Linked DNA regions of Mus musculus: regions 1, 3, 4, 5, 6 and 7 are each linked to region 2. A link is a contact called in public HiChIP or PLAC-seq and Micro-C data. All regions are on one chromosome and are shown on one strand. Each heading gives the region's core, a stretch centred on a gene start, on an enhancer-like site or on the middle of the called end of the contact. The rest is flanking DNA. Distances are from core to core; before and after follow the strand shown. Region 1 overlaps Aatf (apoptosis antagonizing transcription factor). Region 2 holds the start of Mrm1 (mitochondrial rRNA methyltransferase 1). Region 3 overlaps Acaca (acetyl-Coenzyme A carboxylase alpha). Region 4 overlaps Acaca (acetyl-Coenzyme A carboxylase alpha). Region 5 holds the start of 1700125H20Rik (RIKEN cDNA 1700125H20 gene). Region 6 overlaps Acaca (acetyl-Coenzyme A carboxylase alpha). Region 7 overlaps Acaca (acetyl-Coenzyme A carboxylase alpha).

What was found. A called contact is a pair of places that touch in the nucleus more often than the background predicts. HiChIP or PLAC-seq counts read pairs in DNA pulled down with a chosen protein or histone mark.
Region 1: a contact with region 2 is called in an H3K4me3 HiChIP or PLAC-seq map of bone marrow-derived macrophages, with 4 times the contacts expected there. The contact joins the enhancer-like site here to the promoter of Mrm1 in region 2. A contact is called at or near these places in 13 of 39 promoter capture datasets (3T3-L1-derived adipocytes, the C10 cell line, the HPC-7 cell line and 9 more), 2 of 484 Hi-C or Micro-C datasets (B cells and bone marrow-derived macrophages), 28 of 115 datasets of contacts at active chromatin or transcription factors (the 230-238 cell line, the NIH/3T3 cell line, the SCID.adh cell line and 18 more) and 3 of 9 other capture datasets (adipose tissue, liver and pancreatic islet).
Region 3: a contact with region 2 is called in an H3K4me3 HiChIP or PLAC-seq map of embryonic basal ganglia, with 5 times the contacts expected there. The contact joins the enhancer-like site here to the promoter of Mrm1 in region 2. A contact is called at or near these places in 8 of 39 promoter capture datasets (cranial neural crest, embryonic stem cells, frontonasal cranial neural crest and 4 more), 2 of 484 Hi-C or Micro-C datasets (bone marrow-derived macrophages and cortical neurons), 29 of 115 datasets of contacts at active chromatin or transcription factors (the 230-238 cell line, PVALB interneurons, the SCID.adh cell line and 21 more) and 3 of 9 other capture datasets (adipose tissue, liver and macrophages).
Region 4: an H3K27ac HiChIP or PLAC-seq map of VIP interneurons shows a contact between it and region 2, with 7 times the contacts expected there. The contact joins the enhancer-like site here to the promoter of Mrm1 in region 2. A contact is called at or near these places in 7 of 39 promoter capture datasets (cranial neural crest, embryonic stem cells, frontonasal cranial neural crest and 4 more), 6 of 484 Hi-C or Micro-C datasets (bone marrow-derived macrophages, cortical neurons, embryonic stem cells and 2 more), 28 of 115 datasets of contacts at active chromatin or transcription factors (the 230-238 cell line, the SCID.adh cell line, SST interneurons and 20 more) and 3 of 9 other capture datasets (adipose tissue, liver and macrophages).
Region 5: a contact with region 2 is called in a Micro-C map of embryonic stem cells, with 3 times the contacts expected there. The contact joins the promoter of 1700125H20Rik here to the promoter of Mrm1 in region 2. A contact is called at or near these places in 4 of 39 promoter capture datasets (the HPC-7 cell line, embryonic stem cells, fetal liver and 1 more), 8 of 484 Hi-C or Micro-C datasets (the Ba/F3 cell line and embryonic stem cells), 3 of 115 datasets of contacts at active chromatin or transcription factors (all in embryonic stem cells) and 1 of 9 other capture datasets (macrophages).
Region 6: an H3K27ac HiChIP or PLAC-seq map of trophoblast stem cells shows a contact between it and region 2, with 5 times the contacts expected there. The contact joins the enhancer-like site here to the promoter of Mrm1 in region 2. A contact is called at or near these places in 15 of 39 promoter capture datasets (the 3T3-L1 cell line, the C10 cell line, the HPC-7 cell line and 10 more), 3 of 484 Hi-C or Micro-C datasets (cortical neurons, nephron progenitors and spermatogonial stem cells), 31 of 115 datasets of contacts at active chromatin or transcription factors (the 230-238 cell line, DN3 thymocytes, the NIH/3T3 cell line and 21 more) and 4 of 9 other capture datasets (adipose tissue, embryonic stem cells, liver and 1 more).
Region 7: a contact with region 2 is called in an H3K27ac HiChIP or PLAC-seq map of oligodendrocyte precursor cells, with 9 times the contacts expected there. The contact joins the enhancer-like site here to the promoter of Mrm1 in region 2. A contact is called at or near these places in 14 of 39 promoter capture datasets (the 3T3-L1 cell line, the C10 cell line, cranial neural crest and 9 more), 2 of 15 datasets of contacts at CTCF or cohesin (the NIH/3T3 cell line and large pre-B cells), 2 of 484 Hi-C or Micro-C datasets (bone marrow-derived macrophages and cortical neurons), 21 of 115 datasets of contacts at active chromatin or transcription factors (the 230-238 cell line, PVALB interneurons, the SCID.adh cell line and 17 more) and 3 of 9 other capture datasets (adipose tissue, liver and macrophages).

What each region holds. Positions count from the first base shown.
Region 1 is chr11:84,460,002-84,464,260 of GRCm38.p6, forward strand. The region is part of intron 9 of Aatf (apoptosis antagonizing transcription factor); the gene reads right to left. Among named protein-coding and RNA genes, the nearest start is that of Aatf, 51 kb to the right of the region's middle. Within about 2 kb of position 2,995, at least 2 of the 459 cell types and tissues checked have an H3K27ac peak or open chromatin away from gene starts, as enhancers often do. A contact at or near this core is called in bone marrow-derived macrophages, where this site is marked.
Region 2 is chr11:84,817,132-84,820,831 of GRCm38.p6, forward strand. Mrm1 (mitochondrial rRNA methyltransferase 1) reads right to left here and starts at 2,384. Exons shown (of 5, transcript NM_145433.1): 1 at 1,706-2,384; 2 at 1,469-1,562. The coding sequence starts at 2,241. It overlaps Dhrs11 (dehydrogenase/reductase (SDR family) member 11), which reads right to left. Exons shown (of 7, transcript NM_177564.5): 7 at 3,597-3,700.
Region 3 is chr11:84,380,576-84,384,502 of GRCm38.p6, forward strand. It overlaps Acaca (acetyl-Coenzyme A carboxylase alpha), which reads left to right. Exons shown (of 54, transcript NM_133360.2): 49 at 1-104; 50 at 1,857-1,969. Among named protein-coding and RNA genes, the nearest start is that of Aatf, 130 kb to the right of the region's middle. Within about 2 kb of position 2,071, at least 10 of the 459 cell types and tissues checked have an H3K27ac peak or open chromatin away from gene starts, as enhancers often do. A contact at or near this core is called in the SCID.adh cell line, where this site is marked.
Region 4 is chr11:84,400,770-84,404,892 of GRCm38.p6, forward strand. Acaca (acetyl-Coenzyme A carboxylase alpha) reads left to right here. Exons shown (of 54, transcript NM_133360.2): 54 at 1-882. Among named protein-coding and RNA genes, the nearest start is that of Aatf, 110 kb to the right of the region's middle. Within about 2 kb of position 1,967, at least 9 of the 459 cell types and tissues checked have an H3K27ac peak or open chromatin away from gene starts, as enhancers often do. A contact at or near this core is called in SST interneurons and VIP interneurons, where this site is marked.
Region 5 is chr11:85,169,660-85,173,447 of GRCm38.p6, forward strand. It overlaps 1700125H20Rik (RIKEN cDNA 1700125H20 gene), which reads left to right and starts at 1,437. Exons shown (of 6, transcript NM_028589.1): 1 at 1,437-1,568; 2 at 3,175-3,276; 3 at 3,529-3,704. The coding sequence starts at 1,518.
Region 6 is chr11:84,357,214-84,360,936 of GRCm38.p6, forward strand. All of the region lies in intron 43 of Acaca (acetyl-Coenzyme A carboxylase alpha), which reads left to right. Among named protein-coding and RNA genes, the nearest start is that of Aatf, 150 kb to the right of the region's middle. Within about 2 kb of position 1,763, at least 9 of the 459 cell types and tissues checked have an H3K27ac peak or open chromatin away from gene starts, as enhancers often do. A contact at or near this core is called in trophoblast stem cells, where this site is marked.
Region 7 is chr11:84,322,043-84,326,115 of GRCm38.p6, forward strand. It overlaps Acaca (acetyl-Coenzyme A carboxylase alpha), which reads left to right. Exons shown (of 54, transcript NM_133360.2): 39 at 441-587. Among named protein-coding and RNA genes, the nearest start is that of Acaca, 130 kb to the left of the region's middle. Within about 2 kb of position 2,154, at least 26 of the 459 cell types and tissues checked have an H3K27ac peak or open chromatin away from gene starts, as enhancers often do. A contact at or near this core is called in cortical neurons, embryonic basal ganglia, forebrain and 2 more, where this site is marked.

The DNA.
Region 1 (4,259 bases), core at 1,745-4,244, 360 kb before region 2:
TGTAGCATCTTATATGATAATGACCTCGTCAGTCACCAAATGCTGGTGCTGATATCATAATGCTGACTGTAATGGCAATGTCTACGAAGACAGTATACAAGATACCATGTATTTATCTCAAATAAAATTCTTACACACGGGACACACAAAATAATCTTAAGATTGTTAGAATTTAATTGGACATTGCTAATTAGTTTTTTAAAATAATATTACTATGCCCCACAAACCCAAAATGGTTAGCTCTCTACTCTATCTTCAGCCATAATGTCAATTTTCAAATTTATTTACATGCGTGTTTTCTCTCTAAAATCACCATAACTACCTATACACAATAAATTTCATTAGACTTTTAAGAACCACTATCCAGATCCCAAATACAAACATTTAAATATAAAATTAAATATAAAAAAAGGACTCTTATAAAAGGCATCTATTTCCTAGTACTGATGGGAGCAAGAAGCAATTCCTATCAGACTTCCTAACACGTTAATAACATTAACTGGGCTACTGGGAAGTTACAGCCACAGAACCACCACTGCACCACCATTAACTTCAGCGATGGCTTGAGACACTGCTTATTCTCACTTCCATTTAAATGCACACAATTAAAGCCACTACATCAACTGTCCATATTAATCACTCACCAAGTTAATTAAGGAAAACCATCTTGTCAGACAGCCTGCCGCTTCTCTACTTCTTTCTCAACATGATCAACTTTTAATAGTTCACCAAATTAGTAATTACTTGTTTATAGCATTATCAAATATCTTGGATACAGAGGTCTAGCATGTAGCAGGGTCACAGTACTAGACATGTCCTGAATGGAAATCAAAGGAAAAATTTAACCCATCACAGTGGTCAACAACAACCAAAAAAGCCTGCTATGCCTTTCTCTAGGTACTCCTGGCAAGATTCAAAGTGGCAAGATAAACCAGATCAAAACTAAACAAAGCTGGAAGCAACATAATCCTAACGTACCCTTAGGAATGCAGACACTGGCCTGTCAACAGCTAAGTTCAATTTGGGCTTTCTGAATAAAGTCACTGCTGAGATGACAAGAAACTAGCCAGAGGTCTGGGATATGAGAAGCCCAGTCACTTTACACTGCTTACTGTTAAGGGCAATCATCACACCAGATCTTACAAGGATTAAATAAAGATGTCAGCCACCTGTCTACTTAGTTTAGGTGGCTGGTACATAACCAGAACTCAGAGAATATTTGCTCCTAAACCATTAAGAATTCAGGTTCACCAAGAAAAATCTACCTGGGCAAACAAAAGAAAACCCTAAGTAGTGGTACTACAGGTACTACAGGTAGGTAACCCATCTTTTTTTAAAAATGTCACAAAGGAGTACATGAAAATGATACATAGGTACTTAGGACATTTCTGAATAACCATGCTTCATGCTCACTTGATGTTTTGTGAAATTGTCTTTAGGGATGACTTTTGAAAGTAGACAGACCGAATGCAAACCAACTCCATTCAAAAGTGAAAACTCACACTGCTTTTCTGCATTAGACCACAGGTCTTTCATAAAGTTCCCACTGGCAGGTACATCAGGCCTTCAGTAATCCAGCTTCCATACAAACCAGTATCAAAACTACAAAGCTAATTTTTTCATTAGAATTTTTAAGTAACAGGAGTTCAATAAATCATTTGCCTTCTAAAGAAAAAAAATTACTTTCTAACAACATATTTCTCCCAGTTCTAAAAAAAAAAAAAAAAAAAAAAGAAGAAGCTTATTTATTTACAAACTGAAAACCATAAAGCTATAATTTTTATGGCTAAAAAATGAAATATTTAAGAAACAAGGGTACACAGAAAGAACAAAATTGGGCTGGCAAGATGGCTCAGCAGGTAAGAGCACTGACTGCTCTTCCAAAGGTCCTGAGTTCAAATTCCAGCAACCACATGGTGGCTCACAACCACCCGTAATGAGATCTGATGCCCTCTTCTGTTGTGTCTGAAGTCAGCTACAGTGTACTTATGTATAATAATAAATAAATGTTTGGGCCAGAGCAAGCAGAGACTGAGTGAGCAGAGTTGATCAGAATGAGTAGGGCTGACCAGAGCAAGCAGAGGTCCTAAAATTCAATTCCCAACAACCACATGAAGGCTCACAACCATCTGTATAGCTACAGTGTATTCACATAAATAAATAAATAAAAGGGGGGTGGGGGAGAAAAGAAAAGAATGAACAAACAAAATTTGATCTAGGCAGCCTAGAGATTGAGGCTAATGTTGCCATTTGTCGTGTGTGTGTGTGTGTGTGTGTGTGTGTGTGTGTGTGTGTGTGTGTGTTTAGGACATTATTTAAGTTTTCAAACTTTTTAAGTCTTTCAGCTCTAAAACTGCTAAGCCTGAAAGTTGGCAAGATGGCGAGTGGGTGATGGTGCTTGCCACCAAGCCCAAAGACCTGAGTTCACATGCACACACATATACTCACCCACCTAAGTATGTGCATACTCATTCACACACAAAAATAAATAAGTGAATAAATAAAGGAATTTTTTTAAATGAAAGGACTGGGCTGGCAAGATAGCCCAGGGGTAAAGTGTATGCTGCCAAGGCAAGCCTAATGATCAGGATTTCATCCGAGAGGAGATGAGGGAGGGAAGAGAGAACTGACTCCTGTGAGTTGTCCTCTGACCTCCACATGTGCACCAAGCATATAAACTCACACTATAGCTGCACACAGATACAAAGCAAACAGATAAATGCAATAGAAATTTAAATTATAGGGTTAAATTATAATCCAAACACTGGAGAGGCTGAGGAAGGAGGCTCAGAGGTCCAGGCTAGCCTGGGCTACACAGTGAGACTATGCCTAAATAAATAAATAAATAAATAAATGAAATAGCTCAGTGTTAGGTAAGGGCACTTGGCTATTTAGGAAGTTTAGGAGGCACTTTTGCTAGAGGAAGTAGATCACTGGGGGAGGGCTTTGAAAATATATAGCCTTGCAGTATTTCCAGTTTGCTCTGCTCCGTTCTTGCAACTGAGGATGTGGTCTCTCAGGTTCCTGCTCTGTCTGTCTGCTGACATGACTCCCTTGGTATGATGGACTCTTGCTCTGGAAACAGAAACTCAAAATAAACTCTTTCTTCTATAAGTTGCTTTCAGTCATTGTTCTATCACAGCAAAACCAAAAAATAATTAATACAAATATAATTTGAAAAAGTCATTTAGGGACACGCAAACTGTATATGCCCCAGTACAGGGGAACGCCAGGGCCAAAAAAAATGGGAATGAGTGGGTAGGGAAGTGGGGGGGAGGTTATGGGGGACTTTTGGGATAGCATTGGAAATGTAATTGAGGAAAATATGTAATAAAAATAAATAAATTTAAAAAAATAAATAAATTTAAGAAAAAAATTAAAAAAAATAAAAAAAAGAAAAAGTCATTTAGAAAAATAAATAAAAATTAAGCCAGAATGGTAGAACATATCTTTAATGCTAACTCTCTGGGGCTGGAGAGATAAGATGGCTCAGCGGTTAAGAGCACTGACTGCTCTTCCAGAGGTCCTGAGTTCAATTCCTAGCAACCACATAGTGGCTCACAACCATCTGTAACAGGATCTGATGCACTCTTCTGGAGTGTCTGAAGATATTGACAGTGTACTCACATATATAAAATAATAAATCTTTTTTTAAAAATCCTAGCACTCTAAAAGAAGAGAAAGAATCTTTGTGAGTTCTAGGCCAACCTGGTCTACATAGTGAGCTCAGGATAGGCAGGACAAAATACATAGAGAAACCCTGTCTCAAATAAATGGATGGATGGATGGATGGATGGATGGATGGATGAGATTTATGATGATATCCCTTAGAACCATCATTTTTGTATATATAAATACGTAAGTCTGTGTGTGTGTGTACACCTGTACTATTAATAAAGTAGGCATGCTTTTAAAGTTCAAGGACCATTAGAAAACAAAGAATGAGAGTAAAACTGAATGTGTGTGAGCAGGTGGGGAGTCTCTGACCCTATACATCTTTCTCTGCAGTTAGGCCATTTACACAGCCTCATAATACCTGAATTAATCAAGTAAGCCTTTAAACCCTTACAATGGAACATTAAAATTCAATGTGGCTATAATCTCGTCTTTACAAAACATGGACCCAAAGAGTTTAGCCTCAAGTATGTTAAAAAGGTGTGTGTGTGTGTGTGTGTGTGTGTGTGTGTGGCGCGCGCGTGCAAGGGCGAGTGGGCGTGTGAAATGTATTATATTCACCATCTACCTCATCCACATGACCA
Region 2 (3,700 bases), core at 1,134-3,633:
GAACACAGAAGACTCTTGGCATGCTGCAGTGGGGCTGGTATCGATGGAGCAGGCTTTGGTAGGCAGTGGGTGGGGCACAGGGCTGGCTGCTGCCTCCAGCTCTTCCCCAGTAACCAGGGGAAACAATTCTGTGGCCCAATGCTGGCAGGGAGTGTGGGGTGTGAGGAGAGAACTCCACTTCCCACCAGTCTCGGACAGTTCCTCAGAAGGGGGGCTGCCTGTGAGATGAAGCCAGACATGCTTCTAGACATGTGCTGGTCAATATGAAAATCTCAGAGCACACCAAGCCACTTCCTACAGATTTTAACTTTGTCTTCTTGTTTTGTTTTGTTTTTTACATGAGAGTTAAACTGCATGTAAGTGTACACACCACATGTGATCGATGCCTAGGGAGGCCAGAAGAGGGCACCAGATCCCTTGGAACTGGAGTCATAGATGGCAGTGAGCCACCACGTGGGTGCTGGGAATCCTCTGAGAGAGCAGTCGGTGCTCTTAACTGTTCCACCATTTCTCCAGCCCTACTACACGTGACTATTAAGGATTGAAATATGGCTATTCCAAATTGAGATGTATTATGTATAAGCATTTTAAAACGGGATTTAAGCCGGGCATGATGGCACACAACTTAAGGAGGTTAACACAGGAGGATTTCTGAGGGATCTGAGGCCAGCCTGGGCCACACAATAACCTGTCTCATTTTTTTTTTCACTAATATTTAAAATGTATGTTTTAATGATAATACTTGTGGTATATTGGATACAATCATGTTTCTTTTTAGTTTTCTAGATTTGTTGTTGTCTTGTTTTGTTAAGACTGGGTAGCCCAGACTGGACTTGAAATAAACGATCTTCCTGTGTCCACCTCTTAAAAGCTGGAATTATAGATATGTGTCATCACGCCTGCATGGTTACTGGAAAAATCTGAAATTAGACATATGGCTTGAATATAAGTTTATCAGGCAGCTTTCTTCAGCCTCTTTTCAAGGTTATTTTCTCACTGAGGGATGAGGGTGGGGACAGGGGAAGGATAGAGGGTGGAGGGACTGCCAAATGCGGGGCAATGCTGCCCCCTAGAGTCTAGCTAGGAAACACACAGCTAAAGAACACTAAAGCTCGCCCCTTGGAAAGCCTTGTTTAAATCGCTTTGAAGTTGAGCTTCCGGGTACCCACGACTCCAGTCCACCAGCTCCCTGGAGTACTGCTGAAGTCCCACGGTTGTCAGACATTGACTTGCCGACACAGGTGGCCATGGCGTGTAGTAAATGAGACGAGGAAATCCCTAACTTCAGACGATGCTCTATTTAAAAGGCCCTGGGATCTTTCCTGGTGGGACTTAGAAGGTCGTAGGAATCAATGCCACCACGTCCCTTCTCTTCCTCCTCCCCCAATCCACTGCGTTGGAGATAGCTTTAACATCCCTAACTAGAGTCATCGCCTCCGCCTCTTCTTCCCCTCTCGCCCCATTTTACCTGCAAAAAACCGGGCAGGTCAGGAGTGGCGAACACGTCCATCACCTCCATAGCCCCAGCGCTGGCCTTGCTGACTACTGGAGTAAGCGGACAGCTGCAAAGGATCCCCACGATCCGTGTTAAAACCAGAAAATCTCTAGCCCCGCGCCCTACACACCCCGGGGCTCCCCGCCCAGTGCTTAGGAGCTTGGCTCCGCCTCCAGATTGGGCGTAAACTGAATTAAGGGACGTCCGTGCCTGTTTCTCTGGCTGGTGATGACTCTGTCTACGCCGAGGAAGTGAGCGGAGCGCATCACAGCCCCAAGATTGCGGGGATCCTGGAGCCCCTCAAGGACGAGCCACAGCTGCTGAGGGTCGTCGCCTGAGCTCGTGTCTGCCGCCTCATCGCAAGGCCGGGGTCGCAGCGGGCTCACCTCCATGCACACGCCCTGGTGCACTTGGTAGCCGCACAAGGCATCCAGTTTCTGACGCCTGGGCCTCAAGACAGGGATGCCCCGAGCCTCGGCCACCCGGAGCAGCTCGGCTCGCTCCCCCTGCAGCCCAGCCTTACCGGCCTGGAGCAGGAGCCGGGCCACGCGCCGACGGGCAGCCCGCAAGGCCAGGAGGCATGGGGACAAGCCAAATAGACGTTCCAGCCGCTGGGCCGGCGCCAGGTCATCCAGAAGCAAGCGACTCAGCTCCTCCCCGCCAGGCCGTTCCCCGCGCCGAGCCACCGAGGAGAAATGGCGGGCAATCAGGCGACTGAAGCACCCGACCGTCCAGAGTCGCCGCATTGCTCCAGCAGCGCCCGAGACTCCACTGACAGACAGCTGGGGAGGACCCGTTGACCTCCCACACTTCGTCCCCTCACAAGGACTGCCCACAACCTGACCCTCGAGCCAAGACAGTCACCTCCCAGCCTCCCACGTGGGTCCCCAGCTTCCGGGTTCTGGAGGCCCAGCCCCCTGTCCGATGACGCACATGTGCGCTTGGCGGCAACCACGTCTCCACTGCACCCCCTACAGGAGTGAGTCGCACTGCCTCCGCTGACGCAGGCGAGCCTAGAGGCTGTGCTGGTGCTGAGCTAACCTTGGACTGCTCCCGGGTGAAGGAAGAAGTTAGAAGGCGTTCACCTGCTCGTCCTCAAAGACCACCGCATGTCAGTGGTTTGGCCATCTGTTCAATCCTCAGTCTTGGAGCCATCCTACATCCTGGCACAATGTCATAGTTGGGACTTTCTCCCAGAAGCATATCCTGTCAGACCCTCAGCACCAGCCAGCAGAACCCCTAGAATATTTCCCATCTCCCGAAAGCCCCAACGAGCCTACGGTATTTCTGCTGACAAGCAGCCGATGCCCTTGGCCCATGGTAATTCTACGACTTCCTTGCTCACTGCCCAGACTGGCTCTTTTCAGCCTAGTCTTTTAAAATATCTTTTTAAACCTTTTCCCTTTTCCTAATGATTCCTTTTTTTTTTTAATGTGCATTGTTGTTTTGCCTGCATGTACATCTATGAAGGTGTTGGATCCCCAAGAACTGAAGTTACAGTTGTGGGTGCTGGGAATTGTACCAGGGTTCTCTGGAAGAGCAGCCAGTGCTCTTAACATTTGAGCCATTTCTCCAGCCCCCACCCCCTCTTTTTTAAAATCAATGTCTCACTAAGCAGCCCTCATGGATGGCCTGAAACTCGTTGTGTAGCCCAGGCTGGCCTCAAATCCACAGAGGTCTCCCTGCTTCTGCTTCTCAAATGTTGGGATTAAAGGTGTGCAATAGTATTAGTATACCTGGCTCCAACTTATTTTTCAAAATTCTTTCACATGTGCGGGCATATTGTTTGTCCGTGTGGCTGTGCACCACATGTGTGCCTGGTGGCCCAGCGAGAGAGAGGAGGATGTAGGACTCCCTGGGACTGGAATCAACATGGGTCCTCTAGAGCAGCAGTGGATGTACTTAATTATGTATTTTGGGGACATTTGTATCCTTGGCTCCTATGGCTGGCCTGGAACTAACCATCTCCTGTGCCCACTCCAGAAGTGATGTTCCGAATCTACCCACCTTCCTAGCTACCTGGAAGGAATTCTGAGACACCAACCACACTGATCACCAGGAAGGGGGGAAAAAACTGAAAGATACTTCTGAAGGTAGAGTAGGTTGTAATCTCTCTCTTTAATTGTTACAGTGAAATGTAGTAGGAGACAGACCCTGATACTCTGTAGCCGTGGTAAGGACCCCAGGGTGAGGGCCAAAACTTGG
Region 3 (3,927 bases), core at 821-3,320, 440 kb before region 2:
GTTTACATCCCGCCCCAGGCTGAGCTTCGGGGTGGTTCTTGGGTTGTGATCGACCCCACCATCAACCCTCGGCACATGGAGATGTACGCTGACCGAGAAAGCAGGTACCATGTCTTCTCTATTGCATTCCATGCCTTCAAGGACCCTCTGGCTGTTGCTGCCCCCACCCCCAGAACATTACAGTCACGACAACTTCATTTTAATTTGTCCATTCCTAAAAGACTCCAAGGTGAGGAAAATAGGCTTTCTAAATAGTGTCTGCTGGCACAAGGAAACCAGGCTAGAGTCAGCTTTTCTCAGTCTAGGCCCCATCCCAGATTATTTTACTACAAAGTCCTCTTACAACCTCGGAAAGATTCTCCCTTCCCATTCTCTATTTGGATAAGGATCTTAACAATCTCTTTTTGGGGCAAAAAGGAGCTTAAAGGAAGACTCAAATGTAACCAGAACTTTTTTTTTTTAATATTTTTTATTAGGTATTTTCCTCATTTAGTAACCAGAACTTTTAAAGGTGTGTGTGTCTTTATTTATTAAGATTTCTTTTTATTTATATGTATATGCATTTGTCTTTGAGCATGTATGCCATGTGTGGGGGCTATCATTAGAGGTCAGATTCCGAAACTGGAGTTAGGTAATTGTAATCCACTCTGGATGCTGGGAACCAAAGGCAGTTCTTCTGGGAGAGCAGCAAGCATTCTTAACCACTGAGCCATCTCTCCAGCCCAGTTCTGGAGTTTAATCCACTAATTGTAGATAAATTTGGAGTGGTCTTTGCTCTTCTGGGATTGTCTCTCCTGTTAATGAGCTCACCTACACTCTGTGACTCCAGACCAAAGTTGCCCCCTTCTGTTGGAGTACAGGGGCATCACTCTGACATTCCAAGAGGCTAAAGAACTATGTTTGTAAATCACCCCACTGCCAAAAAGAGACAAAACTGCAGAGAAGCCCAGATCTGTAAGAAAGTAGCTCTTGAAATTTAACAAATTGAGCCAAGCCTCCTCTCATGTGTTTGCAGTGCTTGTCTGAAACCATCAGCATCATTGTCCAAGTGCATTACTGCATCCCCTCATTTTATTGGAACACCCGCCTCTATCTCCCCAAATTTTAGCCTTCTACTCCAAGAGCTACTTAGGAAAGAAAGTACAGTAGTTTCACTTTTGAATCCCTAAGCTGATGCTCTACACCAACAAGTCTCTTATTTTTAAGCCCTAAGCTATCCTCTGATAGCATCCTGCCCAGTGCTATGGAAGTTAGCAAAGTGAAGGCCTTGGAATTCCTTACAGAGAATGTTAACAATATTCTGACACCAGAAACCCTTCTGTAAACACCTTTTTAAAGTCCATTAAGAAATACCTATCTAATGCCTCTCAGCCTGGCCTAAATTGTGTGCTTCCAGAAATACGTTAACAGCTGTGGTACAGGACAGTCATTACCAACACTACGGCCTACCCTATACACACACCCACTTGTACAGCCCAAGTACTAGAGGTGGTTTCTCTGCCAGGGTGCCTACCTTTTGGGATTTTTTTTTGTTTTTGTTGTGTTTTTCTGGAAAACAAAAAGGTGCTGCCTGTCACCTTTTATCAGCTGTCAGTGGTGGAATCTGTATTCTCTCTTTGAAACTGAAATCTACTGGTGTGGTAATGAGAATTATTTTAATTGCTTTATGCTAGGCCTCTCTTATACCTCACTTTGATACATCTTAGGTGCCTGTTTTTTACCAGGGGTAACTTCTGGGAACCATGGGTGACCAAAACAGTAATGAACCTATTTCCTGTTCCACAAATTATAACTGGCCTAATTCTGTGTCTTCTTTCCTCTAAAGTTCACTGTTTTGTTTTCTTTTTTGCATTCAGGGGATCTGTTCTGGAGCCAGAAGGGACAGTAGAAATCAAATTCCGTAAAAAGGATCTGGTGAAAACCATGCGTCGGGTAGATCCAGTTTACATCCGCTTGGCTGAGCGATTGGGTACGTCTGCTTGTCCTGGCAAATCAATGAGCCATTCAGCTGATTTGTAATGAGTGCATTCGTAGGTCAGGAAAGGAGGCACTGAAGCATGTGATCAAATTCACGATGATCTTTATTTACCGTCCACTGTATGGTAAGAGCCCTGGTAGAATGAAATAGTGCGATAGGATAGAAGGTGGGCACTGAAAAGAAAAGTCACGTGCTTTTTCCTTAAAGGGCAAATAGCCCACTTACTGAGCGATGTTCTCGTAGAGTATCATTAGCTAGAAGTTGCTTTGGAAGGCAGGCTAATCAGGTGGAGAATGTCTGTGACTTAAATGTTTCTTATTTCTGCTGTCTCTTTGGACAGCCTGTCTCATGTCTGGAGGGGTGTGAATCAGTGTTACATTATAGAAAAGCTGGTCTCTACCCAGTGTTCTTGGGGTTAGTACACTACAAAAAATGGAAGTAAAGATTGTGCACTCTATGCCTCCAAACAGTGGCTGCAGCAGCCATACCCTGGGAGCATTTGCACACCATGCATCCAGCCAGTGCCCTGTTGCTCATTTGTCTCCAAGCTCTTGGAAGGCACTTGTGATTAGAGCGTGAGGCTAAACTGTGAGAGCCCTGTGAAGGCTCTGGTTCCTTTAAAACACCAAGCAGTCTTCTCCCATCCAGCTGCTTGCCGTGTCAGTGAGGATTGTTTAAGATTTGTTTTGTTGTGGTTTTGTTTTTCTAAAGGAATAGAAAGGTTAAGTTTAAAAAGCAGTACAGCCTAGTGAATGGGCAGAGCAGAAAGATGCTAGCTCATTTATGTTCTAAGGAACAGATTAATAAAATACAGTTTTGGATTCTATTATCTTCAGCATGTAGGATGAGAAAAGCTCTCCAGAGTGCCTGTAGCGAGGAGTCTGAGCAGGTGAAGTCTGGCCCAGGTTGCTTGCCAAAAGTGGTGACTTGAGCCACAGTGATCCCTGTTTGTACCCCATTGTTAGCTGTCAGCTAGCAGCAACCACAAACCAACCCAGCCATAGCCTGACCCTTTCTGGGGAAGAGGTACATACAAAAGGAAACTGGCAGGAGTTGTTCTAAAATCTACTACCACCAGATTTGTTGAGGTGATTTTTTTCCTTTCTTTTCCAAACAGGATAATTACTTCTGACCAACCCCATACACTTTAATTAAAGTGACTGCAGCCCAAGAGCAAGTTACTTACAACTGTACGCAGGAAGCTCTAAAAGCTTCAGCTGCTGATAAGCATCTCACTTAAGGTGGTTCATAATTGCTCCAGCATCCAGTGACGGTCGCTGCTGTTTTTACCAATAATTCTGTACAAAGGCAGCAATGCCACAACTGTAGGACACAAACAATTGCCTAATTTTCTTTCATTTTTTTTCCTCTTTTTTTTTTCTTTTTTTTTTTTTTTTTCTCCTGGTTTTCTTTCTGGCCAATTTAAAATTTGTCAAAGTCGGTCTTCTTCTGGATCACTGCCCTTTGATATTTCGCGCACTCCATTTGCCACAAACAAGCCGCAGGGCCGCAGTTCATGCTGACTCTAGCAGAAGCAGAGAGAGCCCCATTTATCTTGCACTGCCTGCTGAATTCCTACTCATTAACTGGGGGTTCACTGCCTCTTTTTAACCCCCCAATGGCTGTTATCATCCTTTTGAGTAACAGGATGGTAGAAGGAGGGATCCTCTCCACATCTGTTTGCAGAAGGCCTGGGTAGTGAGGGGTGTGGGGCCAGCGTGTCCTTCTCTTCACAGGGGTGGTGTTGTGCCCAGCCCCATCCAGCACCTTAACTGTAGGAACATGTGCCATGGGAAGGGAAAGATCCCCAAGTGATGGCCACTTAAGCATTTTCTATAAGCCATCTCATTATCAATTTCCTATTCGTGATGAGGAAAATCATATTTATTTAACCTTGACCAAATAATGGCACTCAAAAAAGAATCTCTACCGAGCACTAAGGAGGCAGA
Region 4 (4,123 bases), core at 717-3,216, 420 kb before region 2:
TCCTCAGGGGTGGCCTGAAAAGTTTAACTACCCATTTGTCCAAGAAAGCAGCTGATGGTTCAGCATTTGTGTTCATAAAGCAAGAATGAAGATGATCATAACTCGTATAACATCCAGTTTCAACTTTATGACTAATACATCTGTCGCTGAAGATCGAGAAGGAAAAAGATACCTGCCACAGAAACCATTCAAGTGAGTACTTCAGTCTGAGCCTTAACCTGGATTCCACGAAAAGAGCTGACCTCCCCTTCAGGAGCACCTCAAGCAGATATTCCAGAGGACCTTCTCAATGGTGCCACATTGCAAGTGGACATCCAAGGGACTATAGATGCAAGTTGCCCCACCCCCACAAGCCCTGGTGGAAGGAACAGGAGGGCCAGAGCTGGATCAGGTGGGGAGCATCCTTAGTCCAGAAGGAAGCTCCCTGGCCCCTGGTTCCCTGCTTACCTGGTAGGTAAGGATGGGATTTATCTCTGGCCTCCACTTTTGCTACAGCACGTCCAATCCCACACCCCCGGTGGTATGAAAGCTGCTTTCCTGGAGAGGTGGAGTGGGCTGGGCTTGTATAAGTCCCTTTTCCCTGCTGCCCCATCCCCGGGACCGGGCCGTCTCAATACGGAGAAGTCAGAGCCACGGCACATGGGCAGTGTGATGGTACCACAGCCCATTACACATGCAGGGTTACTGAGGAGGAGGGTGAATGATGTATTGACCCAGACTGGCTTGAACTGAGATTGCCATATTATCTGTCCACTTGTTCACAAAGCAGCCTTCACACGTGTCAGTGAGAGTTCGATGGACACACACGCCAGCGAGCAGGGGCTTCAGTCCAATGCACTCTTCTCACGTTTTGTTGAAATAAACCTCCACATTTGTAGAAGAGCCACCGTTTGTCATTTCAACTCATGCCCGCAGCCACCCATTATCTGGTCCCACTTTCAGCAGAACTACAGGGGCCAGAGAAGGGACAAACCCCTCCTTGGCTCTACAGTGCCAGCTAGCCTTTGTCTCCTGAAATTGCTAAGAATGAACAGGGTAAGAGCAGGACAGCTTTGTCCAGTGCTGGCCTTGGCCTGCCCTATGTTCTGACACTACCAGTATTCCAGATCCTTCCAGCTAAATACAAGTTCTCTAGGGGTGTTTTCCCATAGAGTGTTCTACTATAGAATTTTTACTGCCAAGATCCAGGTGGGAGTCCTGACAAGTCACTCCCCCAAAGGAGAATTAGTTTAGGGTAGGGACAAGAAAGACCTTAGGAAGAAGGAATTCAGCCTGTTTGTGGGTACCAGCTCCAGAGTCCCAGCCCAGAGAAAAGCCACCCAAAAATCTTTGAAACCCTGAACCGTGCTCCCTGCCAGTACACAGGACTCCACTGTCCTCAGCATTATGAGTTCTGGGACCACCCCATCCTTGAGGATGTTTTTTAGGCTTTCTGGGTTCTAAAGTCTGAGCACTTAGAGCACTAGGGGGCAGGAAAGTCATGATTATGTGTCCTTGACTCTCCCTCCCCCACTTCCTCAGAACAAGCTCTGTGCCCCACCCCCATCCCCAGGAACGGAGGCAGCAAAGCAGGGTAGTAGGGGGTCTTGGATTATTAAGTTCGGTTTTGTTTTGGGGGAATTGTTTCTAAGCAGGGGGTAATCCTTTTTATGAATAACATATTAAGATATATTAGCTCCCTTAAGTCAGTGTTCTAGAAAGAGGAGCAAGAAGAGAAGCTTGAGCCGGGCTTTGGGGCCCATGCTTATAATCTAGCGTTCAAGGGGTTGAGGATTGTGAGATCTAGGCCACCCTGGTCTATAGATGAGCCTGTGTCAAAGCAAGAAGTAGAGGGATACAGAATCCTCATGAGAACTGCTTCCCTGCCTGCAGCTGCACCCTTTGAACAGGGATCTGCGTCAGCACAGAAACCTGCTCTGCAGCTGAGGGGCCAGGGTATGGGCTTTCAGCAGACCCGGAGCTTAGCTAGCACCACTCTGTGCTGCTAAGATAGGCTCTCACTGCCTGCAGTCCCCCTGGGGAGGCCCAAATGAGCATGAGTACACAGACAACTAAGACTGGAAGCCTCTTGTCAGAACGAAGTGTTGGTGTCTGCAGTTATTAATGGCCACTGGGACACCACTGGTATCAGACCAGAAGCCAGCTGCTCCTGATATCTGAATGTGTGGGAAGGTTTAGACTAGGGCCTGCACAAAAAGAAAAGGAAAAAAAGGAGCACTGTCCTGGGTACCACAAAATCTGAGTCCAAGCTCACCTCCCGTGTGTATGTGTGGTCCCTGGGCAGGGACTGAAAATAATACTAGACCGACAGCTATTTTCTATACTCCAAGAAGGCATCTAAGCTGTCTTTGTGTCTACTGGGGAGTTTCTCTGATCCTGGACATAACTGGCTGCCTTGTGGCTGAAAACCCGTACTGGTATTAGGACAGCTTCATAAACTCAGTACTCTAGTAAGCTGTGTCTCTCGAAAGAAGGTGCCCTGCAGTTGGTGAGAAAGTAGAATAATGGCGCCCCCACCCCAGGAAGATAGGAAGCCAGAGCAGGCTCCACTGGGTAGTGGACAGGCTAGATCTTAGTCAGTGGGGCTGAATGACTCGATTACTCTAGAGGAAGCAGGGAGGTTGCTAGAGATGAGGAGAGACTGAAACCACACAAAAAGCTCAGGCTTGGAACTAGGAAAAGGCTAACAGCATTCTGCCTGGACTTTCTGGCTCTTTGATAGTCATTTCACAGAAAGAACTGTGGCACACACCTCTTAGGTGTGTTACACCTTTAATCCCAGCAATCTGGAGGCAGAACAAGAAGTTCACAGGAATTCCAAGCCAGGCTAGGGCCATAGCAAGACCCTGCCCCAAAACTGGACCAGGTGAGTCTCCCAAGCTGGGCTCTTCATTTCCATCCCTGGGAAAGCTTCCGACACCTTGCCTGCACAGTGTGGATTGTAACAGCTTTCCCAGAGTCTAGATACCACGAATCCATTGCCGGATATTACTAGCAAGTTCTCAGAGCAGTTGTTTTTCTTATTTTGTGTGTGAGTGAAGGTTCAAGGGTGCCACAGTGTCTGTGTGTGTGTGTGTGTGTGTGTGTGTGTATGTGTGTGTGTGTGTGTGTGTGTGTGTGTGTGTAGATGAGAAGACACCGTGGGTTCAGGGGATCATCAAATATAGGGCATTAAGCTATGTGACAAGCACTTTTACCCACTGAGCCATCTTACCATCCCTACCTGTTCATTTCTTAGAAAACTAGGGATCCATCATGACTCAGAAGTACCTTTCTCATAGGACACTGTCAGAGAATTATTCCTCAGGGTCCAGGGATCCTCTAGGCTTTGAGTAGACATGAATGCTGAGCAGAAGTGACACCAAGCCCTGCAGCATCTGGGCAGAAGGTGCCACTGAGCCTGGCTACCTTCATAGAAGGGCTCAGGGGCCTCTGGAGTGAGGCTGGCTTTCCCTGGGATGCAAGAGAAAAGAAAGAAGAGAGCCCATTGATTTCACCTAGTCCTAAAATCATTCTAACCTGGAATCCTGGATGAAGCTGAAGTCCAAATAACATTCCATACCCAGTGGCATTGGCAGTAACAGTAGTAACTGGTAAGCATGCAGGGAAGACCAGTGCCCAGCTAGGCTGGCCAGACAGTTGTCAGAATGGGAAGTGAGACAGCCACAGGAGGCCTGGCTATGCTCTCTGTACATCCACTCAGAATAAACACACAGACAGACAACAGAGGAGGACCTGGCTCACAAGATCTGCCCAAATTGCTGGCTGGCCAATAGGCACAGGGCAGTTTTAGGAAGCTCAGCTTCAGAGTTATTGAAAAATGGAAGAGGGTGGGAACGTTGGGTGCAAAGCAGGAAAATAATCCACAGGTTAAGTCAAGGTGCCAAGAAAGAAATACAGTGCATGGGAAATAGAAACAGGAAGATCAGGAGTTCAGGGCTACTTTGGTTACATAGCAAATTCAAGGCCAGCCTGAGCTATAAAAGAGAAAGAGCTAGTCTTTAATAATAATAAGCCACTTAATTATGGGAAAATTGAGAACCTCTAACTACTAATATTAATGCCCTTTTTTTCCAACTAAAACTGACACATTCAAAGAAAAACTCGTCCTCAAAGGGAAAAA
Region 5 (3,788 bases), core at 187-2,686, 350 kb after region 2:
ACTATTGTCAATTTTTTTCTCCTTAAGGCTCTCCCCAGGATGGACAGAGGTAATGCATGTTCTACATTTTCAAACACATTGTTTACTGACAATTTTATAGAGTGTCTAGGAGGCTTTCTTTTGCCTTCCTCTTACCAACATGGTTGTCCTTAGCTGTGAAATAATCCTCAGGGAGCAGGTCTTCCAAAGTGAAGCAGAGAAGTAGGGACTTTGATTGTCCCCATCTCCTCTCCACAATTTGCTAAACATAATAGTACAGAGAATAGTTTATTTCTGGACAGAAAAGGAACTCGCCCCAAACCCCAGGGTCTCCTGGCCTGTCCAGCCTTGGAGCTGGTAAGAGCTGCCATGTCCTGACCTGTGAGGCTAGATGGACAGAGGGAAGTTCTATTGGCTGACCCAGAGGCCACCAAAGAATAGGGAGAACATGATCAAACTGAGCGACATCCAAGAGGCCCTGGAGATGGAACCCAGCGTTCCAGGGGAAACATGGCTTAAATGGATAAACTGCAGCTGCAACGGTCTTTTACACCGGGCAACTCGCTACGCTAGCTGGGGAAAGACACGAGGGGGCGCTGGTGCCCTGCTAGGGACAAAGCTTGTCCTGACCGAGCGGCTGAGCACCCATCAGCCGGAACCATGCCTGCAGCTCAAGACACTGCTGATAAGTGTTTGCTCGGTCGCCCCGGCCTCCCGCTGGCATGCTGGAGAAGCCAGAGCACTCCGAATCCAACCAAAAGCCTTACTTCTGTTTCAGTGGCCACTGACTTAAGGCAAGTGATAGGACCTCGGCTACCCAGGCTCATTATGAAACAGGGTCACTACTTGGCACCTACTCCCAGGAAGGTTTTGGTGAGATTAATGAAATACATGCCAGCTGGTACTTTTGTAAGTGCCCTTAAAGCAACCCAAACATCACTCCACACAATCATTTATTAACTAGATGGCTACAGGGCGCTAGCAGTGTATTTCAGTAGAGATTTATTATATTCCATTCTCTCTTTCAGCACACCTTTTAGTCCTTTGTTCTGGAAAAGACTGTTACAACTCTCCCCTCCCCGCCCCCGCGCCCCCAATACACACACTTTCTCTCTCAATAAGCCTCCGGAATAACTGCGGAGTGGTGTCCATCCAGGAAAATTACTTCAGAAACTTTACCGAGGTTTAAAATCAATAGCTTCTGGCCAGAGGTGTGCCATTTGGTCCTAGTCAGCTGTAAGCACTGACACACAACCCCCCCAAAAAAAAGTGGGGTGGGGGGGACAGCACACGTGGCTCACTGACTTACCTAGTCCAGATCCCAGCTGAAGGAGATAGTTGGCTGCCACCCTGAGGCATGAGTGAACAGGGTAGAGAGGGGCCTGAGCTCTGTGTTGGCAGTTGCCATGGTTTTGCTCCGAGTTCTGGAGCCAACCTGCCCACTACCTGGGGCACTCAGGTCACAGAAGCAGTAAGTTAGAAGTCTGTGGGGAACCTGAGACTGTGCTATCCTGGTGTCTGCCCACCCAGCTGTTGAGATGGAAGCCTCAGATTGGCAAGGGGGTGAAGGAGACAAGCCACTAGAGAAGGTGAAGTGAGGCTGGGATGTGAGGGAACCAGGGAAGGGCTGGTTTTGGAAAGCCACGAACATGAAATTCAAGGAAGGAGACAAGATGAGAAAATGGTGGAGTATGTGGGTTGGCAAAAGCCCCAAAGAACAAGAGAACACAATTCCTTCAGACAGTTGGGCCAGGGTGTAGCTCAGGAGTAGAGAGCTTGCCTGCCCTAGTCCTGGGTTTGACTCCCCAGAGCCGCAAAGCAGGGGTAAGCAAGTAGGAAACGTGTTTATCAAAGCTGTGTTTCTGTCAAGACAGTGAGAAGTCCCATTTGATCATTAGTTATAAAGGGTTACCCATGTCCATGTGAGCACACGTATGTGTTACGGTCTCTGTTCAGTTATGTGCTGTGTTTATGGAGTTAGCCAAAGTCCCCCACTCTCTACAGTTGGGGGGAACCTGTCCTGTACCTACTTTACCTAGCTTCCCTTCAGAGTGCTCTGAGTGTGGCTCTTCCTCTCCTGAACTCCAACGGCAAGTAATCCAATTGTTCTGAGAGGCTTTGAAAATGTGAGTTTAACCCTAGCACTTAGGAGGCAGAGGCAGATGGAGCTCTGTGAATTCAAGACCAGCCTGGTCTACAGAGTGAGTTCCAGGACGGCTAGGGCTGCACAGAGAAAGTGGTTTCATTGTTTGGGGGAGGAAAAAAAGCAAGCAAACAAAAAATCCTAAACAACAAACAAAAATCCCAAAACACAAGCAAACAAAAATGAAAAAAGACAAGAAACTTTAAGTTTCAAACCCAGTTAACACCAGTCTAATAATCCTGTGCTAAATCAGTAATATTTCAGACCCTTTGTCACCACTAGTTTTCAGTTCCCTTTGCTTCACTTTGTGTCACAAGTCCCTTGTTACCACCACCACCCTTTACCGGGTGCCCTTCATGCATGCCATGATGCTAACATTTAGAGATGCATAGACATTGGCCTGGCACCTCGGTATGTCCAAATGAAAGGAGACATGGGCCGGGCATGGTGGTACACACCTTTAATCCCAGCACTCAGGAGGCAAAGGCAGGCAGATCTCTGAGTTCGAGGCCAGCCTGATCTACAGAGTGAGTTCCAGGACAGCCAGGGCTACACAGAGAAACTGTGTCTCAAAAAACCAAAAAAAAAAAAAAAAAAAAAAAAAAAAAAAAAAAAAAAAAAGAAGAAGAAGAAGAAGAAAAGAAAGGAAACATGGTTGTTGCCCATCCCCCTGAGGAGTCACAGAATTCTTTCTGTGCCTGGGAGTTCTCAGTTATAACCAGAGGAAATGGTAGCTAACCTCACAGTCTTTGTGGGAAAAGAAAATTAGTAAATGTTTATCAAGAGCTTTACAATGTTTCTCAGTATAGCCAAGAATAATTATGAAAGAAATAGGTAAAATATTTTAGGTTTTCCAAGGAGAGGTTTTCAAAGATGGGGTCTTTTGGGCCAGACTCACTGACCTGGCAATGTTTTGAGAGAGGGAGGGAGAGAGAGAGAGAGAGAGAGAGATCATAGGGAAAATAAAGAAGGCCTTGGTTGTCATTTGCCAGTATCTGCCCAGCACTGGTCCTCAGGCCCAAGCCCCTCTCTGACTGTGCCCCTCCTTCCAGGTGGGGAGCGTTCCCTGTTTAGAGAGGAGCTCCAGCACCGTGCCCACGGGAGATGCTCTGGTCCGTCATGCCAAGGGCCTGAGCCAGGATACCTTCAAAATTGTAAGGAGCCAGCCTGAAACCTTGTCCCCCTAGCCTGGGAGGGATCAGGAGGCTTCTGACCCTCCTCTCCCACCACCTGATCTGTCACAGTCAGGATGGAAATGGGGAGGGGACCCACTGGAGCCTTGTGAGCACACAGCCCTTTGTGGTCCATTAAGAACTGTAGTCAGGCCAACTTGTCAGGCACTGGGGTCTGTCCACCTGCCTTTCCTCCACACCCCTCAGCCCCTCACCTTGCCTGTGACCTCTCAGTGTAAAGAATACCTGAGGCCTCTGAAGAAGTTCCTTCGAAAGTTGAACCTGCCCAAGGACCTTCCCCAGAAGAAAAGGATAAAGTATACGAAGCAGAGCCTTGAGGCCCTAGGGGGCCATATTAACACCTTTCTGCAGCATTATTGCCGAGCCTGGGAGATCAAGCACTGGAAAAAGTAGGCAGCTTCCTAGCCTTATCCCACCTCCATTCAAGATTATGCTATTGTCAAGATTCTCCAGGCATGAAGAGGGTTAAGATC
Region 6 (3,723 bases), core at 513-3,012, 460 kb before region 2:
ACCAAAATAAGTATTTTTAATGATAATTTACAAAATTCCAAATGCTGATATGAATTGGGGTAGCTAGAACTCTGTCCACTATTGAATGAAATGAGAAGTGGTATCAATACTTTGAAATCTGTGGTTTGGTTTCTGTTTCTTTTACTAAGTTAGCTATACACTTACCATACAATCCTGTTTCCAAATGTTCGTGGCAGCTTTCTTCCTAGTCTCTCCCCAAACTGACAGCCTAGATGTCTACCAACTGACAAACACTAACTGAGTCATGGCACCCCTCTGTGAAAAGGAAGTACCTACACTTGGACTGTATGAATGAATGTGATGCACTCCATATGATAACCAAAAGAAGCTAGGCCCTGAATGCTGTATACTCTGTGAATCTCATTGTATGCCACCTTAACAAAAGGCCAAGCAGTCAGAGCAGAAATGAGATCACTGGCTGTTTGGAGTAGGCAGAGGGGCCAGAGGAGCGTGACGATAATGTTCCCATGTCGTTACTGTGTACGGGATGTGACTGGATGTGTTTGTCAGTGTCATAGAATTTTATACCATAAATTGGATACTTTTGTTATATTTAAATAATCTCTCAATAAGGTAGACTCTTGTCTGCCCTCTTGATTTTCTTTTGAGTTGGGGCCTCACAGAGTGGAAGCTGACCATAAACTCCTGACTCTCCTGTCTCCAGTTCCCAAGTGCTGGGATCACAGGCATGAGTCACCACACCTGGCTCTAAACCAGACTTTATTTAAAATGCTAAGTATTTCCATTTGGAATTGATTTATTGTCAGTACTTTCATGTCTCTAGCTAAATGAGTAGTTAGCTGATGGATCTCTGGGATGAGTGATTTCTTTTGGCAGGCAGCTCTCTATTCGGAAGGCTATGCCTTTTCTCTCACATTTGACAGGCAAACTATCTATGGTTCTTCTTTATTCGTTTACATTAATAGTATCTTCCACTGCACCTGGTGAGTTTGTGCTTGTGCTCTCAGTGAGCAAAGCTCTTGCAGTGCTTTTTCTGCTCTGTATCTCAGTGTCTTTGTGGCTAAATACTTTCCTATCAGGGAATGATGGCACACACCTGCCCTAGGAGGCCAGGATAAGATGGTCAGCTTGAGGCCATCCTGAGCTATACACGTAGCAAGACACTTGTTTTAAAATACATTTAAAACAAAACCAGTCTTTTCCTGACACTGGTAGCAACAGTCTCTTTGCCTAAGATTATTCTTCAGCAAACTTGATCACATCAGAATTTGTTTCTTATTGAGAGATTTTTGAGTCTTGCCAAGGGGATTATCTTGACTCAAACTATGGCTCAAATCCCCTCTGCCTGCGAGTGTGTATCACTGAGCGTCCTCTCTGCCCCCAAGCCTAATCCACCAGCTGTGGGCTAGCTCTCTAGTTTGCCAGTGCCAGCCGTGACAACAACAGTATAGAAAGGAGTGTAACCCTTTAGCTGTGTATTTGGTAACATTGTCACAGAGGCATTGTCTCTGACTCCCAAGAAATTTAATTCCACTCACCCTTGGATATATTCCTGGTGAAACATTTACACAGTAATATGTGCAGCACCACTTAGAAATGTTAATTGGAGATTGAATTACTTGTCAGCTTTTAAAAATGTAGTTCTCTGGGGTCAAGGAGGATGTTAGGAGGAGAAGTGCTGTTACGGTTTTCCCCTTCCCTCTCTCCCCTCAGCCCTTTCTTCTTGCCCGTCCTCCCTCTTGTCCCTTTATACCACTCTTTCCCCACTGCCATCTCATCTGTCTGTCTGTCTATCTGCCCTCCCCATCCTTTATCCATACCATCCCAGAGTGACGTTAATACCAGAGTCATGTGTGAGATCCAGTGATGATGATTGCTCAGTAGATTTACCCTCTGGAGAATGGAAATACCATAAGAGGATTGCAGCGAGAACTCCGCTTGTGTAGCCTGATTCTCAGAGTCGAAGGAATTTTGTGTTCCCTGCTTCCTAAAGTAGAAGATGCCCTGACTCTCCAAGGATTGTTAAAAAGGGAAGAAAGGTGCAGATTTCCTTTTTTATCATGATCAATATTCACCATTATTATTTTCCATCTTATCACGTGATTGGCAAATATTTACATGTAACTAAATGTTCCAAAACTAATATACGTTCCCATATAATATTCCAAAAAATATGTATATTAGGATAAAATCAATATTTTAGAAACTGGTCCAGGTTGCATCTGTGATATGTGGAAATTTCAGTGCTGTGCTGACAAATATCCTTACAAGAAAATACTGCACTCATTCAGTATTACACAGTGATTTCATTTGCACAAATGCTCACAGTGCTCTGCCACTTCAGTCAAACGTTTGGAGCACTGGGGAAAGAAAAAATGTGTTTATCTTGATCTCCAAAAAGGGATTTAAGGGTGAGAGCAGGCGGTATATTAGACTGTTTTCATTGCCTGTCAGCTGTGGTAAACCTGAGCTGTCTACAGTGTCTCTGGATAAGCAGCAACAGTGGCCTTAGTATGTTTGACTGCATTCATTTATACCCTTAGGCATCTCAGCATTTCTGCAGACGCTATAGCACCTTTGGTGAAACCTTTAACAATTGCGTCTCTACTAACTGGCTTTCATGAGATACTTTAATTCTTAGGTCTACCAGCTACAATAAGTGGAGGGTTCATTGAAGCTTAAGTATATAGCCAGACGAGGTGACAATCTTCTTACCTCTCGATTTGGCCCTTTACTTCTGTGGTCTGGGCACTTTGAAGCAGAGAGCCCTGGGATCGTGCTCTTCTTGTTATTTCATGGATCTGCTTTGACCACTTAGGGCTATAAACTGCAAAGGCAGCCTCAGGAGTGCACTTTTGGATGTCTCTTGTGTGTCAGTGCTGGTAAATTTTTGTTAGGAATAAATTAGAGGACTGGCCACATGACTCAGCGGGTAAGAGCACTGGCTGCTCTTCCAAAGGTCCTGAGTTCAAATCCCAGCAACCACATGGTGGCTCACAACCATGGTGGCTACAGTGTACTTATGTATAATAATAAATAAATCTTTGGGCCAGAGCAAACAGTGACTGAGCAGGGCCAACTGGAGCGAGCAGAAGTCCTAAAAATTCAATTCTCAACAACTGCGTGATGACTCACAACCATCTGTACAGCTACAGTGCACTCACATACCTAAAATAAATAAATAAATCTTTTTTAAAAAAGAAATAAATTAGAAGTTTGTATCATATAGTAGCAAATGTGAGGAGAATGATTCAGGAACCAGAACATTGCAAGGAACTTGACAATACAGAAATGTCTGGCCAGGTTTCAGTGGGTGACAAGTGAGGCGTACCTACTTAATGAATATATGATGATGGTGAGGGCTGTTGACCCACAGCTTCCTTCAAGGGTCGGTAGGCCACCATACTTATCTTTCTGGTAGCCAGGGAGGACTTGTTTGGCTGTCCCTGCATTATCATTTCAGAATTGGGCAGAATAGAGTCTGTCCTAGTGCAGATTGTGCTGCCTTGGTTATAGCTTTTGTCAAGAAGTATCCTAAAATCACTAAACCCACCTGAGTCAACAATGCCCCTATAAATCAGGAGCTATAGTGTGAGCCTTCATCTCACTGGTTGGTGCTGGTAGGCAGCTGAGGATAGTCCAGGCTACTGGTTTTTCTTGATTGTTGAGTGACTGTGATTGTTGCTGTCACTCTATAGTTAAGGAAATGGGCTTCATTTCTGTTTCCATCACTACCCTACC
Region 7 (4,073 bases), core at 904-3,403, 500 kb before region 2:
GAACTGGCTATGTAGTATGTAGACCAAGCTGGTCTAGAACTCTCAGAGATGAGCTTGCTTCAACCTCTCGAGTACTGAGGCAGAGATTAAAGACATGAGGCACCACACCTGGCTGATGCGGTTTGAGATTTTATTTTACTCTCCCTGCGATTGTGTTAGGGTTTTGTATGTGGTAGTGCTCCACTGCTTTTTCAGCTTCATTCAGGAGTTTGACTTTGTTAGATAAGTACCTGACTTTTGACCTACTAAAAATGCTCTAAAAATGGTTCCAAGTATATATTTGCTGAGAGTGAAGGTTGGAGCATTTAGTCCAAGGCTCACACTCTCCCTAGAGCTCTTGGAAAAGAAAGCAGAGTCAGAGTGACTGAGTGTGACAGTGATTTTTATTCCTGTTGAAATGTTAATTGTCACTGATAAGTCAAACTTCTTTCTTCCACTAGTCACTCATCAAACTCTGGGAGTCCATGTCCACCCAAGCATTTCTTCCTTCGCCTCCTTTGCCTTCCGACATCCTGACGTATACTGAACTGGTGTTGGATGATCAAGGCCAGCTGGTCCATATGAACAGACTTCCAGGAGGAAATGAGGCAAGTAGATAAACCCTTGTCCCCTTCCGGGTCTGCGTCCACTAGGACCAACCTGCTGTGAGAGCTGGCATTACACAGTAGGATCTAAGACTCAAGTGGGGATCAGGGCAGTGTTTCGGGTAGATTTCCTCAGAGAGAGAATGGACCAAATCAAAGAGATTACTGTGAAATTCTTAGATACGATAATGGTATTACAATTGTGCTTTTTAAAAAGGGGTATTTTCTGATGGGCTTACATACTTTAAAGAATACTAATGTTTTGGTTTTGCTTCAAAATAGAAGTGAAGGTAGGAATGTAAGTGGGACAAGATTGTGAGTGGATAATTGAAGATACATGAGAACAGATTATTTTTGTTACAAAAATTTGGAATTTTGAGATCTTTAGGTTGCTTTTTTTATACTTCAGTTATTAGGTTTGGTGATATTGTGAGCATGGTAAAGAAGTTCTTCCTAAATGGCTCAGTCAGAGCCAATGGTTTAAAAGAAAGAAGCACAAAGCCTGTTTGGTTGGTTGGTTGGTTTTTTTTTGTTTGTTTATTTTTGAGCTAAGATCTCATTCACTACATTTGCCTAGGTGGCCTGGCACTCACACATAGACCATGCTGGTTTTAAACTCTGCTTGCCTTCTGAGTGCTGGGACTAGAGACGTGTGCTACCACACCTGCCCGATTTTGATAGTTATTAAAAACTTAAAAGTTGGGTAGAAAGGGACAGGGAAAGATTCTGGAATGACTTGGGGAGAAAAATAATATCAAAATATATTTAAATTTTAAAAATAATAAATATATTAATAAAGTATTAGCTTTTGAAAATAAAATAACACATTTCTAGTCATGTGCTGTGTCACACACCAGCATTTGGAAACTGAGGTAGGAAAATTAGTTCAACGTTAACCTAGGCTATATGACTCCCTGTCTTAAAACAAACAGAAAGCATTTTCTAAGATTCATAACCCTCCTCATATAGTACCAAATAATAATGACACAAAGATCTATTCTTGTGTGTCCCTTCATCTCCATGTAGTAAGAGTCATAAGATTTTGATTATGCTTTTAAGGTACAATTGTAGCGATGACAAAAATTTTAACACACCTAAAAGTGCAGATTTTTTTTTTTAAAAATCACAGATTCAGATAATTCCTAGCTAAATTTATTTCTTAAAATAATCTTTATCTGGGTGTTGACTATAAGCAAGCTACCTGATCACTGGAGATACTATGTGAATTTTTTCCATTATGTTCAGTATCTTATTTTTTGGTTCTTTGGAAATAGGGTTTCTCTATGTAGCTCTGGCTGTCCTAGAGCTCACTTTGTAGAATACACTGGCCTTGAACTCTGTCTCTGCTATGATTAAAGGCATGTGCCACCAAGCCCAGCTTCTGTATCCTTTTCTAAAATATTCGTTTTCTGTATAAGGTTTATGGCTTTTTAGAATAGGCAGCAAGAGCAGGTGATTTAGTTCTAGGATGGAGACAAGCACTAGACCAGATGGAGAGGCTTAGAGTAGTAGAGATCTTCCAATCCGGTGCCTCAACAAATGGCAGGAAGATGGGGTGGAAGTGCAGCTGTTGCCGAGAGTAAATGCATATCATCGACACACAAAGCTGAAGCAGAGCTCTGTATCTACTGTATGGCTTCTGCTCACAAGCCCCTCAGCAGGAAAGAAAAGCTTCGTTGTGTTAGTCTGCAATTTTGATTCATTGAATAGCTATTGAGGAATAGAAAGTGCCCTTGTGAACATGAGGCTGAGAGTAAAACAGTTTTAACTAATGTAATTAAAACACTAAATGAGATTTTTTTTTTTTAAGCCACGTGAAATGCTAGCTGCAGTGCTGAGTGAAACCTCTTGCCATGATCTTTCTTCTCCTGCTTTCTCTCTGTTCTCATTCTGTGTTTGAGTGAATGGAGACTGGGGGAATAGTGAAGTCCCAGAGGGACAGAGCTCTGTTCTTGCTGAAATTACAAGCACAGAGCTGCCTGGGCATGAACATGTAGTGTTTACTCTGCCAGTATGAATACAAATAGTCTTATTATACGGAACTCTGTACCCAAAGACCACACACACACACACACACGAACAAAAAAAAAAAAATTAAAGATTTTTTTTAACCCCTTTAAGACCTAACAAACCTTAGGATAAAAGGAGCGGCTACTGCATAAAGGGAGTAGCAGTGTACACTGGCAACCATGGGTTTTCCTTCGCCCAGTAGTTTTGAAATCAGAATGCTAACAGCATTTGTGAAGCTAGCCATTGCTCTGTATCACCTTCTCATCATTCTGTCTTCCCTTTCTTAGTTACATGTTCTCTTTTTTTTCTCTTCTTCTTTTTCTTAGATGATTGACTAGGATTGAGCCTACATGTTAGCTTGCTGTTTCTGAGCCTGAGAATTCAGGAAGAGTGAGGCCGATGTTCTTTTGTGAACAGTCAATAACCAGGGTGGCTGGTGAGGTCAGTGACCTTAGCTAGATTGTGCGACATGGCAAGACAGGAATGAGGCTAAGGTATTAGAAGCAAGCTCTGCTGCCAGTAGCTTGGACATACAATGGAGTGTGTCCTTCGAGAGACCAGTCTAAGGATGGAGTTTCAGCATTTGACTCTGAAGGACAGCTAGCTGTAAGATGACGAGGATCACTAGGTGTCACTAGGATCTATCTCCTCCTGCTGAGCCCACTTTTATCAGGGAACGTTGACTTTCCACTACTGCAGTTTAATTTTCTTTGGCCAAAGAGACAAGTTTGTCATGAGCCTAGCACTCTACATATTACCTGAAAAATGATAGGAGAGAACAAAGAGAGCTCCTTCTGGTGGGATGTGGAGCAAACCTGTCCTTTGCCAAAGAGAATGGGCATCAGAACAAAGCCACGAGGAACAGTTTTATTTAAAAAGGAATAAAAACAAAATGACCTGTTAATGTTGTGAAAGCCAAGGCTCAATGTAAATGCATTGATGCTACGTCACATTAAATCATACTGTAATAGAGTGACGGCTCTACCAGGTCATCATTGTGGGAGATAGTGAATTACCTTGAAGTATTGGAGTGTCTGTGTTTAAAAGCCAGCACATGGATTCCTGAATAGTTTTTCCGTGAATTGAGATGCTCCTCCCCACAGCCAGAGGCAGAAAGCATGCACTTAGTAGACCATTGTTACCTTGTTGGTCAGCCTGTCTTCCCCTCTTTCTTCCTAGGATGGTAAATAGGTAAAAGGTGATAGGACCAGAACTTGGACCAATTCAGTTCCATTTAGTTTTAGGTAACCTGTTTGCTGCTTGAGGAAGATATTGGCTATTTCAGCAGAGATGTGACCTGAGTTCTGAACACTTGTACCTGTGCTAAGAGCACAAGAAATAGCTTTTCTGGCTGTGTTAGCTTACTCCTTCCTGTTTTCCTGCTGTGCCTTCCCCCATCAGGAAAGATGTAACTAAAGAAGTACCACCTAATTCCTGATGAGAAGTACAGACTTTCTTCTTATTGTGAGATTTGAAAGG